2 separate regions of the Mus musculus genome follow, and region 2 is linked to region 1. A link is a contact called in public HiCAR-type data. All regions are on one chromosome and are shown on one strand. Each heading gives the region's core, a stretch centred on a gene start, on an enhancer-like site or on the middle of the called end of the contact. The rest is flanking DNA. Distances are from core to core; before and after follow the strand shown. Region 1 holds the start of Chrdl2 (chordin-like 2). Region 2 holds the start of Pgm2l1 (phosphoglucomutase 2-like 1).

Region 1 (6,852 bases), core at 3,378-5,877:
GCCATCTGTTTGGACATTCTCCTATCCCCCAATCCCTCTTGTCTTTTTTCTCACATGCATTTTGTAATAGGAGATGTTCCCACCCATGTTCCGGAGATAGAGAAATGACAATAGTGTATTAATTAATAATTTTTCTATTAATATGAAAAACACTATGGGCAAGGTAACGTATTTAAAAAGCATTTCATTGGGCTTATGGTTTCAAGAGTTAGAGGCTGAGATGGTGGAGGAAAGGCATGGTGGGTAGGCAGCTGAGACAGTAGCTGAGAGCTCACATCTTGACCCAAAAGTGGAAGGCAGAGAAGGAACACCGGCAGTAGTACGGATCTTTTGAAACCTCAAAGCTTGCCCTAGTGACACACCTCCTCCAGAAAGGCCACTCATGCCTCCTAGTCCTTTCCAAATAGTTCCACCAACTGGGGACTGAGTCATCACATATATGAGCCTATGAGGGCCATTCGCATTCAAACCACCACAGAGGACACAGGGTTTGGTCCCTCACCAGAGTTAGAAACAGGTCAGAAATTTATGTCACTCCCTCCCAAGCTCAGGAACCCACATGGAAGAAGATGCCAGAAAAAAAATGTAAAAGTTGGAGGAGGGGAACCGGCTCGAGGCACTGTACAGGACTGACTATTCTCTGAGCCAAACCGTCACCATCTCCAGGGGCTCTGCCAAAGATCATCACATCTGAGCCTCATAGGCACGGACAGGAAGGGTCATGGGAACCTCTCCTGAATATCCAGTCTCCTCTTCCAACCAGTGTTATGGAACTCTGCCCTAATTGCATGTGGTCTTTTGGAAAGAGCTAAAGACTGTAGATGGGGACGGATGAGGAGAGGGTTTCCATTTGTGCAGCCACAAGGAAGCCATCATCCCTGCTGCAGGAGTGAGAACTGTAGTAGTTGATAGGAATGTTTATGTCCTACCTGTTATTAAGAATTTGTAAACACATCAGATCGATATTTGTGGTTTTCTTTCTTCTGCTTATCATGTAATATAACATCAGCTGATATAATATTAGTGATTAAGTGTTGTAAATCTATATTGTCATATTAAAGTGATAGGACATTAAAAAAGAAAGTATTCCTCAAATGAGTTTTGCTCTATAGAGCTCAGAAGATTCCAGATGGTGGTCTGTGGAGCTTCACGATTTGCTGTTTTCTCGATCGGATTGGATTGATTATACTTTGCTGTGGTTGCTCATTTTCTTTGGCCTTATTTTTTTCTCCTTTGGAATATGAATATCTACTTGGTTATGTTGGAAGTGTGTCACATGGTTTTGACATTTATAGGAGCTTACGGTTAAGATATTGGAGACTGTGAAAGCATTAGTGTTTTTAAGGATTGGGGAGACTTTTTAAAGTAGACTATAGCAATGTGTGCTGAGGTCAAACCCAAGGCCTTGCACGTGCTTGGCAAGAACTCTAGCACGGAACACTTGTGTTTCTTAGTGATGAAGGCTGAGAGCAATGGGTGTCTCGTGTATTCAGATGAAAGTGTAATGCCTTTCGAAATCATTCATGTTCTTGCTCATACACTCAGCCATGTTTATTCAGTGTCATTGTATATCACAAGTTTGCATAATACTCATTTTCATAGATGTGAAAAGGGCAACTTTCTCACAGTGCAGGGTGATGACACAAATACATATTTACACTCCACACAAAGACAGAGAACTCAGGAGCCCTTGTTTAACATGTAGCGAGCCCTAAGTTTGATCCCCAACCCTTAAAAAAAAATCTTTGCCTGGGAGACTCAGTGAAGCCTCAGAGGGGGTGTAGCTAAGTTATGTGTGTCCCTGGCACACAGGAGGCCCTGTCCACTCCCCAACTGAGTGTGGCAGTGCATCCGCAGCCACAGCACTTAGAGGGAGAGGTAGGAAGACTGTCAGTTAACATCATGGGGAGCTTGTTGGACAAACATAAGAACCTGAGTTCATGAGTTCAAACCCCTTGCACTCACATAAAAATAAAAAGTGTGTGTGTGTGTGTGTGTGTGTGTGTGTGTGTGTGTGTGTCTTAAAGCCTGTAACTCCAGCATTGTCTGTTGTGGAAAGTGAGAGGAGAATCCTTGGGGCTGGCTAGCTGGGTACTAGATTCTTTCCCATACAGGTAGACTCAAATAAGGTGGAAAGTGATCTAGCAAGACAACGACTGCCCTCATCTGGTCACAACGTGCAAGTGCGGGAACGTGTGCACCAAATACAGGTGTGCACATAGTGTACAAGTGTGCACACGAGAGAGACACACGGCAAAAATAAACAAGCAGCTCGAAGTCACAAGTTGCAGAACAAGGGTACATACCTACTTTTCTAGTCACAAGGAAGCTGAGGCCGGAGGATCGCCAAAGCCAGTTGGTGCAACTTGGCAAGACAGGAGTGGAGATGAGACTCAGTCAGAAAATCCTGGTCTACTTTGCTCATGGCCCAAGATTTAGAAGCAGAAGGAAACTGATCTTCTTGCAGAAGGAAAATGTGTACAACGATACAGAGGTGTGAAATGCATGGGCACTTGGGGGAGGCGAGTGGTTGGTAAAGGTGGAGGGGGTAGGAGGATACTGGTGGGTAGAGTGGGTACAGAGTGGGTGTAGGGGGTGTAGGGTGGGTACAGGGTGGGTAGAGTGGGTGACGGTGACAGAAAGGAGTCAGGAGTCAAATGTGCACAGACTTAAAGTCAATGCTGAATGTTATACATCTTAATCATACGAGTTCCAAGATGGCCAGAATGGGTTCAAGGGGGGCAAGGGGGCATCTGGTTTGTCGTTGAAATGATCAGCACAACTCTTGTGGAGAGTGTGGGGGAAAATACATTGGAACGCCTGGACCAGGGACAGGAGACCTGAAGACAGGCTGTGGGAAAGGACTGTGAGTAAGGACTGAAGACACCAGAGCTCTGAGGAAAGCTGAGGTGGCAGAGACCCTTCAGGAAAGCAGAATGAACAGGGTTTAGAACCCAATGAGCCCACCTTTGGCAACCTTAGACATCAAGACAGGTACAGAGCACACATTAGCAGAGACGGGGGGGGGGGGGGAGATTACTTCTTAGCAAACACTGTATCCAGGAGGGTGGAGTGGAGGAGAGCTTTGACAAGGAGAACCTAAGTCAGAGGAGGACTGGAAGGAGCTCATGTTTGTCTTCACTCTGAGAGCCCTGAGTAGGGGCTTTCTTGGTCACTGGTTCCTCCCACTGCTCACTTGGCGTGAGGAGTGCAGCCTTAACCCTGCCAGTCAGATAACCTGGAATGGGGTGTGGCCTGCCACTTCTCCATCCTTACACCTGTCCTGGTCTGAGACACTGGTAGCTGTGTAAGAGATGCTCAGGAATCAAGGTCCAAAGCCAGGACGACTGTGTTTGCCCACAGTGGCCCAGCAAGCTGTGGATGGCGCCAGCACCTTGAGTCTGCCCTCTCATTGCAGAGCCTGTGTGCTCTGGGGTGGACAGAGCTTGTTCTTTTCTTAGGGTCCTATTAGTTCAGGAGCTCACCTAACATGAGGTCTGGAGCAACAGCCTGCCCAGGCTGCTGGGGTTCTGGATCAGCGTGCTCACCTTCTGGTGAAAGGACAAAGCTCTGACCCTGGCTGTCACTGGCGCATGCAGAGCAGTGGGGCCTCGCCTGTAGAAAGAGTTCATCCTGGGCTGCTTGGTAAGTGGTAGCAGCAGTGACTCCATAGCAAAGCTACCTCTCATCTGGGGATGATGCCTAGGACCACCACCTGCCAATGGGAGATTCCAGGTACCTGAAATGGCTTTCCTCCAAAGTTGAAGTGCTTTGATGTTCCAAATCTTATTTAATCCTTTGCGACATTTGCAGGACGATATTGAAGACTTTTAAAGTAACTCAAATCATTATCTTAGTGCTGGAGAGAAAACCTTTCTCCTAGGCGCTATGTGCAAGCACACAGACTGTGTTCAAAATGGCAAGTGTCTCTGCACTCCCCCACCAAATACCCAATCCTGAGATTCCCAGACCCGTACTATGACCTTCCCCACTCAGTTTCATCTGAAATCTAACTGGGTTGGTTCCCCTTGCAGGCTGCGTACCGCGGGGAGCCAGGGGTTAAAACCCGGGGCGTCTGTGGCCCCCTTCCCCCTCCCCAGCCCCCTCGTCTCCACTCGGCGCCTTGCCTGGAGCGAAGGTTCCCAGCCCTGCACTAAAGGGGAGGGGGAGAAATGGGCTTGTTTCTCGTGGCCAATCCACGAGCTCGCGGTGCCTCAGAGGAGGCGCCAGCATTAGGGCGGCCCAGGGCTGCAGGCTTCCCGCGGCAAAGTACAAATGCGCCCGAGCGCGGCGTCTGGCGCCCGAGGCGTGCACAGCGGCAGCGCTCAACCTCCCCCGCGCCGCCACCGAGGGTCTTGTCGCCCCACCGCGCCCCAGACCCGCGCCGGACCCCGCGCCGCCGCGCCGCCGCCAGCCAGCGCCACAGGGACACTGCACCCCGGTGACCGCACCCCGCAGATCCCGGTTCTCTAGCTAGCACCTTCTCCCTCTCTGCCATAGCCTTTTTCTTCATTTCCCCAACTAATTTCTCTCTCTCTCTCTCTCTCTCTCTCTCTCTCTCTCTCTCTCTCTCTCTCTCTCTCTCTCTCTCTCTCTCTCTTCTCCTCGTCCCCTCCCCACCGTCCTCTCATCCTCACCTTAGACCTCTCCTGTCCTTGGCTCCTCTTCATCTTTGCTTTTCCGACTCCTCAAGCAGCGGTCCTACTTGGTCCTCTGAGGACTTACTTGTGTCCTTATCTCACTTTCTCCCGGCTCATCCCGGGGTTGTCTGACCTTGGGACAAGGAAGGATGGTTCCCGGGGTGAGGATCATCCCCTCTTTGCTGGGACTCGTGATGTTCTGGCTCCCGTTGGACTCGCAAGCACTATCCCGTAAGTAGAAACCAGGCAAAGTCTGGGCAGGCAGGGGAGGGATGCGAACCAGTGGGATGTACTTTGCTGGAAGATGTTAGTTAGGACCTGGGGACCCCTTAACGCTTGCATTTATCCAGGCAGCACCTGCATAGCAGGGGTAGATGTTGCTCCATGACCAGTGTGGGCTGGTGAGTCTTGGGGGGAGAAAAGTTTGGCAGAGTTTCTTTCTGGGGTGCTGCTGGGGGAAGAGCAGTGTGCATTGTGGGAAGGGACTTTACTCCCAGCAGCCTGATGTGTTGAGTGTGAAAGACGGAAAGGCTGATGAGCTCCTGGGCTGAAAGATGAACAAAGTGGAGTCCATTATCGCTTTTGATACTCACAACACTCCATGAGGTGTCATCATTACATTTAATTGATGAGTAAAATCGGCAGGGCAAAGAGAAGAAAGTTTCCGAAGCTGGTAAGCTATCCAAAGCCAAGAGTCTAATTCCAAATCCTGCCTTTACAGCGTCTGGGAGACACCCCGATGTGGGGCTGTGAGACTGGAAGGCATCGGGGCGTGGTGAAAAAAGATGAGGTTCTTCATCTTCCCAGCCTCACTGTGTGCCAGCTGATGGGTCAGACACGGAGGGCACCTCACCATCTCTTTTCTAATCTATAAAATAGGAGCCTCTTAAAGCCGTTAAATGTATTAAATGACAGGGAGCAGGCAGAGCAGCTTGTATAGAGATGCTACAAGGTGGCCTCATCAAAGTGTATCAGCTGCCTAAGCCCCCAGAGTTTCCACTTCAAACAGTAGGTTATGCAGGACCACAGCCTCTGTTTCCTAACTGCCCCTCCTTATGCTGGTGACTCCTTCTGAACCTCCCCAATAAAGAAACAGAGCCCAACAAGGACAGTAGTTTGCTCCAGGCCACCAAACTTGAAGACCCAGGTCCCCACCCCCTAGCTGACAACCTTTTCCAGGCTTGGCTCCACCTGCCAGCTCTGCTTCTGACTGGCTACTGGCTTTGTGGAGCTAGTGAGGCTAGATTCTGTCCTGCTTCTGGGAATGGAAATGTTGCATGTCTGTCTGACGTCCCCTAGCCTGTCAGTGGCATGAGAATTATGGACACCCTCATGTCTCATAAGACAACACAGAGAGCTCAGACTTGGCTTCAATTCCTGACTGCCTCTTACACCTGAGTCATTTTTCAAACTTCTGTGAACTTCAGTTTCTTCATCGGCAAACAAGAGCTACTAACCAAGGTCTAAGGATGTGGGGGAGGACTAAAGGGAGTGATGCTTTCAGATGCATACTGTCAAATATTCAGTAAATACCCCCTCCTTCCTTAAGCCCTGAGAGTTTCCTCCTAGCCTGCCTGCTGTCCACTGAAGGAGACTTAGTCTCAGAGGACTGCCATGCCTGCCCTGGACTTGACCCTGGCCCTGCAGCTTCCTTTCCAATACCATTGCCCTGGGTGAACCACTCTGATGATGGCTCAGAAGTACTCAAAGCCCCCGTCTGCCCACCATGACCACCTTCAACAATTCAGACACCTCTTCCAGAAAATTCTACCTGGTGACCAGCTCCCTTTCTGACCTCCCCTCCTCTGTGCCTCCAAGAGCCTTCCTGTCTGTTTCTGTCACTAGGTTCTTCAGTTGGCTACCTCCCCCATAAATACAGAACCCCAGACACTCAAGAAAATGACTATCACTAAAGCGAGGTGGCCTGGCATTCTGGGAGGAGCATTAAGATCCTGGTGGTGTCATGGCTGAAAGAGCTTTCTCTTCTGTGTCTACTATCGGATTATCTCCTTTCACAGTTCATCTGAAGGAGGGTCTGCTACAAGGCCACAAAGGAAGGAACAGAGACCTAGATCCTAACCCAGGTCCCGTCATTTGTTGGCCGTGGGAATTGGGACACATCCCGTATCTCTGAACCTAATGATGATTGGTGCTGTAGGTCTAAGAATTTTGCAAGTCTCCTGCTGGTATCCTATTTTAAGGTCTTGCATGA
Region 2 (7,795 bases), core at 2,943-5,442, 220 kb after region 1:
ACAGGCAGCAGCTTTACACCTGGACAAGGATGAGAGCAGGGCCTCCTTATAATTTGCACCCTGGGTCTGTCACTTTGCTTCACTGTAGCCCTGTTGTGCCTGCAGCCATTAGCTAGACCTTACACGAAGATCTCTTTCTGTTTGTTATTGTTATAGTTCCGTGCATCAGAAGAGGCCTGAAAGGAGGACATTGCTTACATAATTCTTCCTTTTTACACACACACACACACACACACACACACACACACCCTTTATTAATAAAAAGCTAACTAGGGTTTATGACAGGTATTTCAGTAAGCAACAAGAAGAGAATATACTCTTTACATAAAACAAAATGACAGATTTCTTCAAGATTTAATGTCTTTGTTGGCAGACAAGATGGATCAGCAGGTAAAGGTACTTGCCACCTAGCCTGATGACCCTAGTTCCATTCCAAGGCCCCATATGGTGGAATAAGAGAACTGATTCCCACAGTAGTTTGTTGACCTTCACACATATGCTGTTGCAACACACACACACACACACACACACACACACACACACACACACACACACCACGCACATACACATACCACGCACATACACACAACAATATATTTTAAATTTTAAAAGGATTTAATATCTTATTCCTGAGTTGTATTTAGTGTGCCACATCCAGGACCTGGCAAGGCTTTAGAGGACATGGTAGTGATAGCTAACGATCTTGCTTGTCAACTTGACTGTATCTGGAGCCAAATAAAACATAAGGCACTGCACACTTCTGTGAGAAATTTCCTTGATTAGATTATCTGAAGCAGGAAGACTCAGCCTGGATACCACTAGCCCAGATAAAGACATGGAAGAAGGAAACTCTCCCCACCTCAAATTTGCTCTCATTCTTCCTGGTAAATCCATTTATCCTATCCTGTAGCTGGTACATTCCTTCACCATTATCAGAACCAACTTCTTTGGGCTTCCATTGTAAACTGTAGACCAGCCACTGGGACATGTCCTTGAATAGCATATTGAGACCTACAAGCCTCTTCCTAACTCACACTTCCTGGCCACCATGAGGTGAGCATCTTTGCTCTACTTTTTTGTTTTGTTTTGTTTTGTTTTTTCAAGACAGGGTTTCTCTGTATAGCCCTGGCTGTCCTGGAACTCACTCTGTAGATCAGGCTGGCCTCAGACTCAGAAATCCGCCTGCCTCTGCCTCCCAAGTGCTGGGATTAAAGGCATGTGCCACCACACCCAACTTTTGCTCTACTTTTTACTCCTTGCTGTAACAGACTGCTTTTCCACACATCTAAAACAACAGAGCCAAATGACCATAACCTGAGGTCTGTGACATTGTAGGCCCAAATTAACCTTTTTTTCTATTAAGTTGATTTATTTAAGCATTTTGTCACAGTAATGGATAGCTGACTGACACAATGACACAACTATAAATATATATAACACGTATAATTGATACATGCATATGGCATAACAAAAATGCATACATTATTGATTATAGTATACAATTATGTATAATGTCACATTTGTGTCAAAAAGGGGACTGCCTATGTAACTGTGGTCTCGTAAGGTTTTTCCTTACAAAATGATGCTATAGTCACTCTATGATGTTCATCTAATGATAAAATTGCCTCACAATTCATTTCTCAGAATGCATTTCCATTCTGAGAACCAAGACCTCACTTTCACAGTCACAGAGTTGACAAACTTTTAGCAAATAAAAATACAGTAAAAACACAGGACCCTTTGGACAAACCCCAATAGAAATGGAAAGCTTCTGAGAGTTTCCCAACTTCCCCTTCTGGACACACAATGTTCTCAGATTGAGTGAATTGAGAGTCTCCGTAGTTACCTTTCAGTGTCTAACCAATAAGTCTAACTAACCTGTTGGGGAAGACTCAGGTAACCCGTAATATCTGTTAGGATTTTGCTGATAAAAGTAAGGAAACATTGGTTGAAAGGGGTATTTAAGTAGAGCCTGTGTTCTCCTGTTTTTACTACATGTCCTATATCATTTCATATATTGAAAGTTGCTGATTTGGTACTATTACTTGGTATTTAAAACTAATTGTCTCAGCCAGGCGGTGGTGGCGCACACCTTTAATCCCAGTATTCGGGAGGCAGAGGCAGGCGGATTTCTGAGTTTGAGGCCAGTCTGGTCTACAGAGTGAGTTCTAGGACAGCCAGGGCTATACAGAGAAACCCTGTCTTGGGGGGGGGGAAATTGCCTCATAAAAAATACTGCATAAAATATTTAAATATTAATTATTAGATTTGTTAAAATGCAAATCTGTTTCAGTAGAACTTTACTGAGTACTAAAATTTGCATCTCTTAATATGCTTCCAGAGGATGCCAACATGTTGGTTCTAATATGTACTTTGATAATGACCATCTAGGTCACAATCAACAGCTATCTTTATGGAGGTACCGCGGCCATTTCAAAATTCAGGATTGCTGGGATTTATGTTCACTAATATAAAATATATTTTAAACAACCTCATAGTGGACTTGAGAATCACTCACTAATGGATTTGAAATGCCCTCTCCTTTTTTCTCAGTTGGCTTATTTCCTGTTCTTGAAATCCCAGTGCAGGTCCTCCTGCTTGATGGTTTCATTTCCACTATTTGCAGCAAGCTCTTCATCGTGGACTAAACATTCTTGCACATATCCTATCTCTCCAGATTTTATTTCTGGGGATTTTGGTTGTGACCCTAGCTTTAACAGCTGAAGCATCACTCCAGCCCTAGATTTTACTTCTTGAAGGGAATTGTTTATATTCTTCTAATATCAGCTCCTAGCATAATTCTTGTTTTGTTGATTTTTAAGGCAAACACTGCAACCCCTTACAATGACATATATTATTTTTCAGAATCTCTCAATACAATTATTTTATGCTAGTAGTTTGGATTTTATTAGAACAAATGATGTCTTTAAAAAATAAAAGGAATACTTTGGATTTATTATGTCTTTTATCTTTGAGCCTCAAAACACTCTAAAACTATTTCTTCAATTACTGTACTGTCATGCTATAAATATTATATAATCCTTACAAGAGCAAAAGGCTGATGAGGAAGAGTTTTAATATACTTGGTCAAGTCACACCAAGAAGGTATTTGGCACAGTGTGGTGGTGCACACCTGGAATTCCAGCACTCAAGAGTTCAATTTCAGCCTGGCGTATATTATGTTCAAGGCTAGCCAAAGCCATAGAGGAGACCCTGTCTCAAAAACAGAGAAAGCAGAGTGGTCCATATACAAGACTTCAGTATTTCTCTGGCCTCAAGTAATGAGACCTGAAAGGCGCACATTTATAGAAGAAAGAAAGTGAAGGTGTTCATTTCTTTTTTCCTCTGTATTCCTACTTGTTCATGAATTTTATGATGTTTGTACATTCTTAAAATAGGGTTAAATGCTGACCCATCATCTGACAACCTTCTTATCTATTTTCCAGACATTATATTCTCTCTACCTCTATTCCGCGGCTACAACTGAACAAAAACAACTGCCAGCTGAGGTAACATAACAGACTGAAACCCGCATTCATTTCTCAGGAACGCTACTGCTCAGAAAATTCGGTTTGCCTTTCAGTTCCTTCTGTGTAAAGTGGGAAAGGAATATACATACAACCTACCACACAGGATGAATGAAATGACAAAAAACGACTCGTAAACTTTCAAGTACAAATAGATACCGTTGTTCCTTACGTCATTCCTTTTTTACCTTAAAGCAGGAGACCACCACTGCACAACATAAGTAAGAAGCGTCAGGGAACAGGTGGTGCTTTTTCTCTCCGAGGGAAGGGAAAGGCAACGGGTGTACAGAACTCGGGGAACCGGGGAAAACTACAACTCCCGTGAGGCGTCACGCGCGCCACTTTGGGCTCCCAAGCGAGACCAAGCCCTGAGGCGAAGAGGGTGGGGCCTGCGCGCGCCGGGGACTCTCCTAGTGAGTGCAGAGGCGGGCTGCTTGAGACGACGGGGACACCAGGTGGAGGCGCACGTGCGAGTGCGGGGCGGGTGATAAGGGAAAGACAGCTGAGGAACGGCATTAAAAAAACAAAGCCAGCTGTGCACTGTCGCCTCAGCGGACAGCAAACGCTGCAGCGGAGGTGCGGGGCGCGCGCTCCCGGGCTCGCGCCTCATGCCTCGGGCACTCGGACGGGCCGGGGCGGGCGGGGGCGGCGCGGGCGGCGCGGGGGCGGGGCCTAAGGCGGCGCGGGCGAAGGCGGCGACCCAGACATCTGGGACTGTTGTTGTTCTCTCGCCTCACGCCCGCCTCAGTCAGTTCGAGCTGAGATCCGGAGCTAGTCTGCTGGGAGGCGGCTGTCCTGTCTCCGCCCTCTCTCCGGGTTCGCTGGAGCTGCGGCAGGAGCTGGCGCGGACTGAACAGCTCGCGGTTGGTCTCCGATGCCCTTCGTCAAGGAGGGGGTTTCTGGACCCTGGTGAGCGCACCTAGAGCCCCCCTGACTCAGTGTCTTCGCCCGCCCCTCGGGCCCGCAAACCCGTGTGTCTACCATGGCTGAGAACGCAGATGATGACCTGAACTCTAACCTGCTCCACGCCCCCTACCTCACTGGGGACCCCCAGCTAGACACGGCCATCGGGCAGTGGCTGCGTTGGGACAAGGTGGGTACCTGGTCACCCCGGCATCTGTCCCCTCTTTCTGCTCACCCTCGCACAGTCCACCCTTTCCGGTACCCACCCAGGGCTCTGGAGGCTCCAGGGGAGATGGCTCCAGCCAGCGCAGGGCTAGTGGAGTTGGGCGATGCCTCTCACCTATGCAGGGGCTGCTTTCCCCGGCGGGCTGGGCTGGGCAGGGACGACTGCAGTCTCTTTCTTTTGTGGTAGGCTACACCGCAGTCCCGCTTCCTCCCTTGCTGCCCCTTCCCTTCCAGTGAGTATCATCTCTCATGGTCAAAATACTTCGTCCTCATTCTCATCGTTGTAAGTTATCCTCTGTGTACTATGCATCCATCACCTTTCCTCTTTCTCCTTTGACTTCCTTCTCTGCAGAACCAGAAAGTGGCTTCTGGTTCTTGAACGTTACTAACCACTCACTATGTTGCTCTGCTGTGTTTCCACCCTCTGTCACTAGGTAATCGCTGGCTAGGTATTCGCTAGTCTATTTCACTCTTATTTTCTGGTATCACCTTTTGCTATTAAATGTGACAAGGGTTCTCCTCTTATTTCATTCCTCTGCCGGCAGTTATTTATTGGAAGTATCCTGTTCAAAAAATTGTCATGGACATCTAGAATAGTCTAGTTGTACTGATAGAATTTGCACCATTCTCAAATCTTAAAAGGCAGATTCTGATCAGATATTTAGGAATTGCTTAGGAATTTCAGAATTGCTGATGCCATCGTTTCTTCTCTCTCCCTCCCCTTGTGCAGGTATATAGGGTGGGTTGGTGAAAGCTAGAATTAAAATGCATCCTTTTCACTTGTAAACGAGGCTCTTGGAGGCTTTTTCAGAGGGTGGGATGATAATCCCAGTGTTTGTTTTCTCAAGTGCATATGATACAGCTGCTAAAACAAAAAAGGCAGCACATTTAAAACTGAATTAAGGGGTTTGTATGGAGGTATGTGAGATTTTGTTATACAAAAGAACTACTTAATTAGCTTTCTGAAAAAGTTTATTTTCATTTTTTTCCAGGTATCTATGCATTTAAGAAGGGAAACAAAACAAAACAAACAAACAAAAAAACCCAACTAAATACTGAGTGTTCTAGGCCAGACAGGAAATGCTGGTGGTGAGAAAGATAGAAAGAGTTCTTGCCGTCAGCAAGCCTTTAGTTCGTAGATAAGGAAGTCCAACAAATAAGCAATTACAATAAAGTATTTGGTGTTACTGGGTCATATATTTCTCAGATGTTCTAATCCTTCTTCTAGAGTCTGAACCAATGTTTCTCAGACCCGAAAGTGCTAACAGATCATCTGGGAATCTTGAGGCATTTGTTGACCAGACAACTAGGGTGGGGCCTGACAGCCTTAGTGAGCTTCCAGGTGATTGATACCAGTTCTGCTGATTTGTGCACCACACTAAAAATAATGACACTCTTTTCTCTTTCAGTATCAGTTTTGTCCGTGTTTTTCCTAATAAATATCCCAGTTGAGTGAATTAATACTTTATTGTCTACTGCCAATATATACTGAAATATTTAAGAACTGTAAAATGCATATAAAAATAATGCTCCAACAGTTATAGTAGCAATAAACAAGGTTGCAGTCATTCAGTGCTTATGGGAGTTCAGAAGTGAGAGTTATCATGAAGTGGGTTCAAGAAGACTTTATGAGAACATGGAATATACATGAAAAGAAATATACATGGAAAGCCTACATGAGAGAGAAGATAAAATAAATGTAGACCTCAATGAGCATAAGAGGATAAAACAATGGCTCCCAAATATAATATAGGGAACAAGTAATAAGTGCCTTAACAGAAAAACAGATTTAAGTAATTTTATTAATTATATATTGCTGGTCTCTTTCTTAATGGGAGATAGTGCTTTTATTTGAGAAACAAAGGTTTATCTACTGTAGATTGATATTTAAGTAAGCTAGGCTAAGTCCAAGGCCACTAGAATTTAGAGTAAAAAATGAAATTTAAGTTTTCATTATATGTTGACTGTACTTACAGTCTTCTAATGCAGAGAGTCTGAGCTCAATCTCTGATTAATACCAATCAAGGAATCCGATAGTGCTGCTGATTCTTGAAGATTGATGAAACATGTGATAAGCTATAAATTGGTCTCAGGGCAATTTGCTATTTTCCGTAGTCAGGAACATTACTAATTTTAGCTTTGGTGACTTGGTGTACATTGAAAAGTCTTCATGAAAAAAAAAGATATTATTCTTGTTGAACTTTCTCATTTAATTAACATTCAGATTTGCTAAGATGGAGAGGGAAGACTGAGAGTCAGAAAGATGGAAAATTGAATGTGTGTAGTTAGCACATTTGTGTCTGTCGGAGCTTAGGGTACATAGAAATCTTTGGAAAGGTATGTGAAGACCAGATTGTTGAAGAGCAGTAGTATATCATTAGTGGCCTTCAGCAATTAAGAGTATATGTAAGTGCTAAAAAGAAAATAGTGCAAGGACGTAGACCCGGCATAGTTACTCTTGCCTACAATCTCAAAGGTGGGAAACTGATACAGTCAGAGCAGTTAGAGTTTGAGGCCAGCCTGGGCTACATAACGAGTTCCATGCCAGCCTGAATAGCGTGAGACTTTTGTTTTTTATATTTTGTTTTTCTAATCAGATTTACTGTGGGTAGGGTACTCTTGTGTAGCTGCTGTAGGCCAACTTTCTATCAGCAGACTTACCAGACTTGGATGGATACAACCTCCTACTAGCATCCAGGCTTTTATTTAGTAGATTCGCTTCCCTAGTTTCAAAATGAGTCAGTCAACTCAAGGTCATAGAAACTGATGACTGATTTAAGAATACTGTTTTGTTAACTTGTGGCTTATGATCCAGATGCAGTAGATTTATTTCTAAATCAGGCATTTGGTAGATATACCATAGGAAAAGCCAAATAATCCAAAGATTTTTGGTGATTATAAAGTCAAACCACAGAGAGTAAAACATACAACATTTAACAGCATCAGCTTGTAACAAGTAAATGCATCCATCTCTGTGTGGGGCCATGCTATTACTCTAACCCCATAAGTCCAGGGGTCAAGGAGTTCCTCCTATCAGCTGTGCACAGAGAACTCCATTACCAATGTGTTCTCTTCCGCCCTAGGGTAAGGCTCATACCTCCATCCTATTTCTTTCATTCAGGGCTTTCACACATTGTTAA

The links. HiCAR-type assays count read pairs that join an accessible place to other places.
Region 2: a HiCAR-type map of kidney shows a contact between it and region 1, with 2.9 times the contacts expected there. The contact joins the promoter of Pgm2l1 here to the promoter of Chrdl2 in region 1. A contact is called at or near these places in 14 of 39 promoter capture datasets (the 3T3-L1 cell line, 3T3-L1-derived adipocytes, cranial neural crest and 7 more), 6 of 484 Hi-C or Micro-C datasets (cerebellar granule neurons, liver, neurons and 1 more), 1 of 115 datasets of contacts at active chromatin or transcription factors (kidney) and 4 of 9 other capture datasets (adipose tissue, liver, macrophages and 1 more).

The regions. Positions count from the first base shown.
Region 1 is chr7:100,001,777-100,008,628 of GRCm38.p6, forward strand. Chrdl2 (chordin-like 2) reads left to right here and starts at 4,628. Exons shown (of 11, transcript NM_133709.3): 1 at 4,628-4,871. The coding sequence starts at 4,790.
Region 2 is chr7:100,223,415-100,231,209 of GRCm38.p6, forward strand. It overlaps Pgm2l1 (phosphoglucomutase 2-like 1), which reads left to right and starts at 4,193. Exons shown (of 14, transcript NM_027629.3): 1 at 4,193-4,620. The coding sequence starts at 4,510. It overlaps Gm34877 (a long non-coding RNA gene), which reads right to left and starts at 3,991. Exons shown (of 3, transcript XR_869834.3): 1 at 3,716-3,991.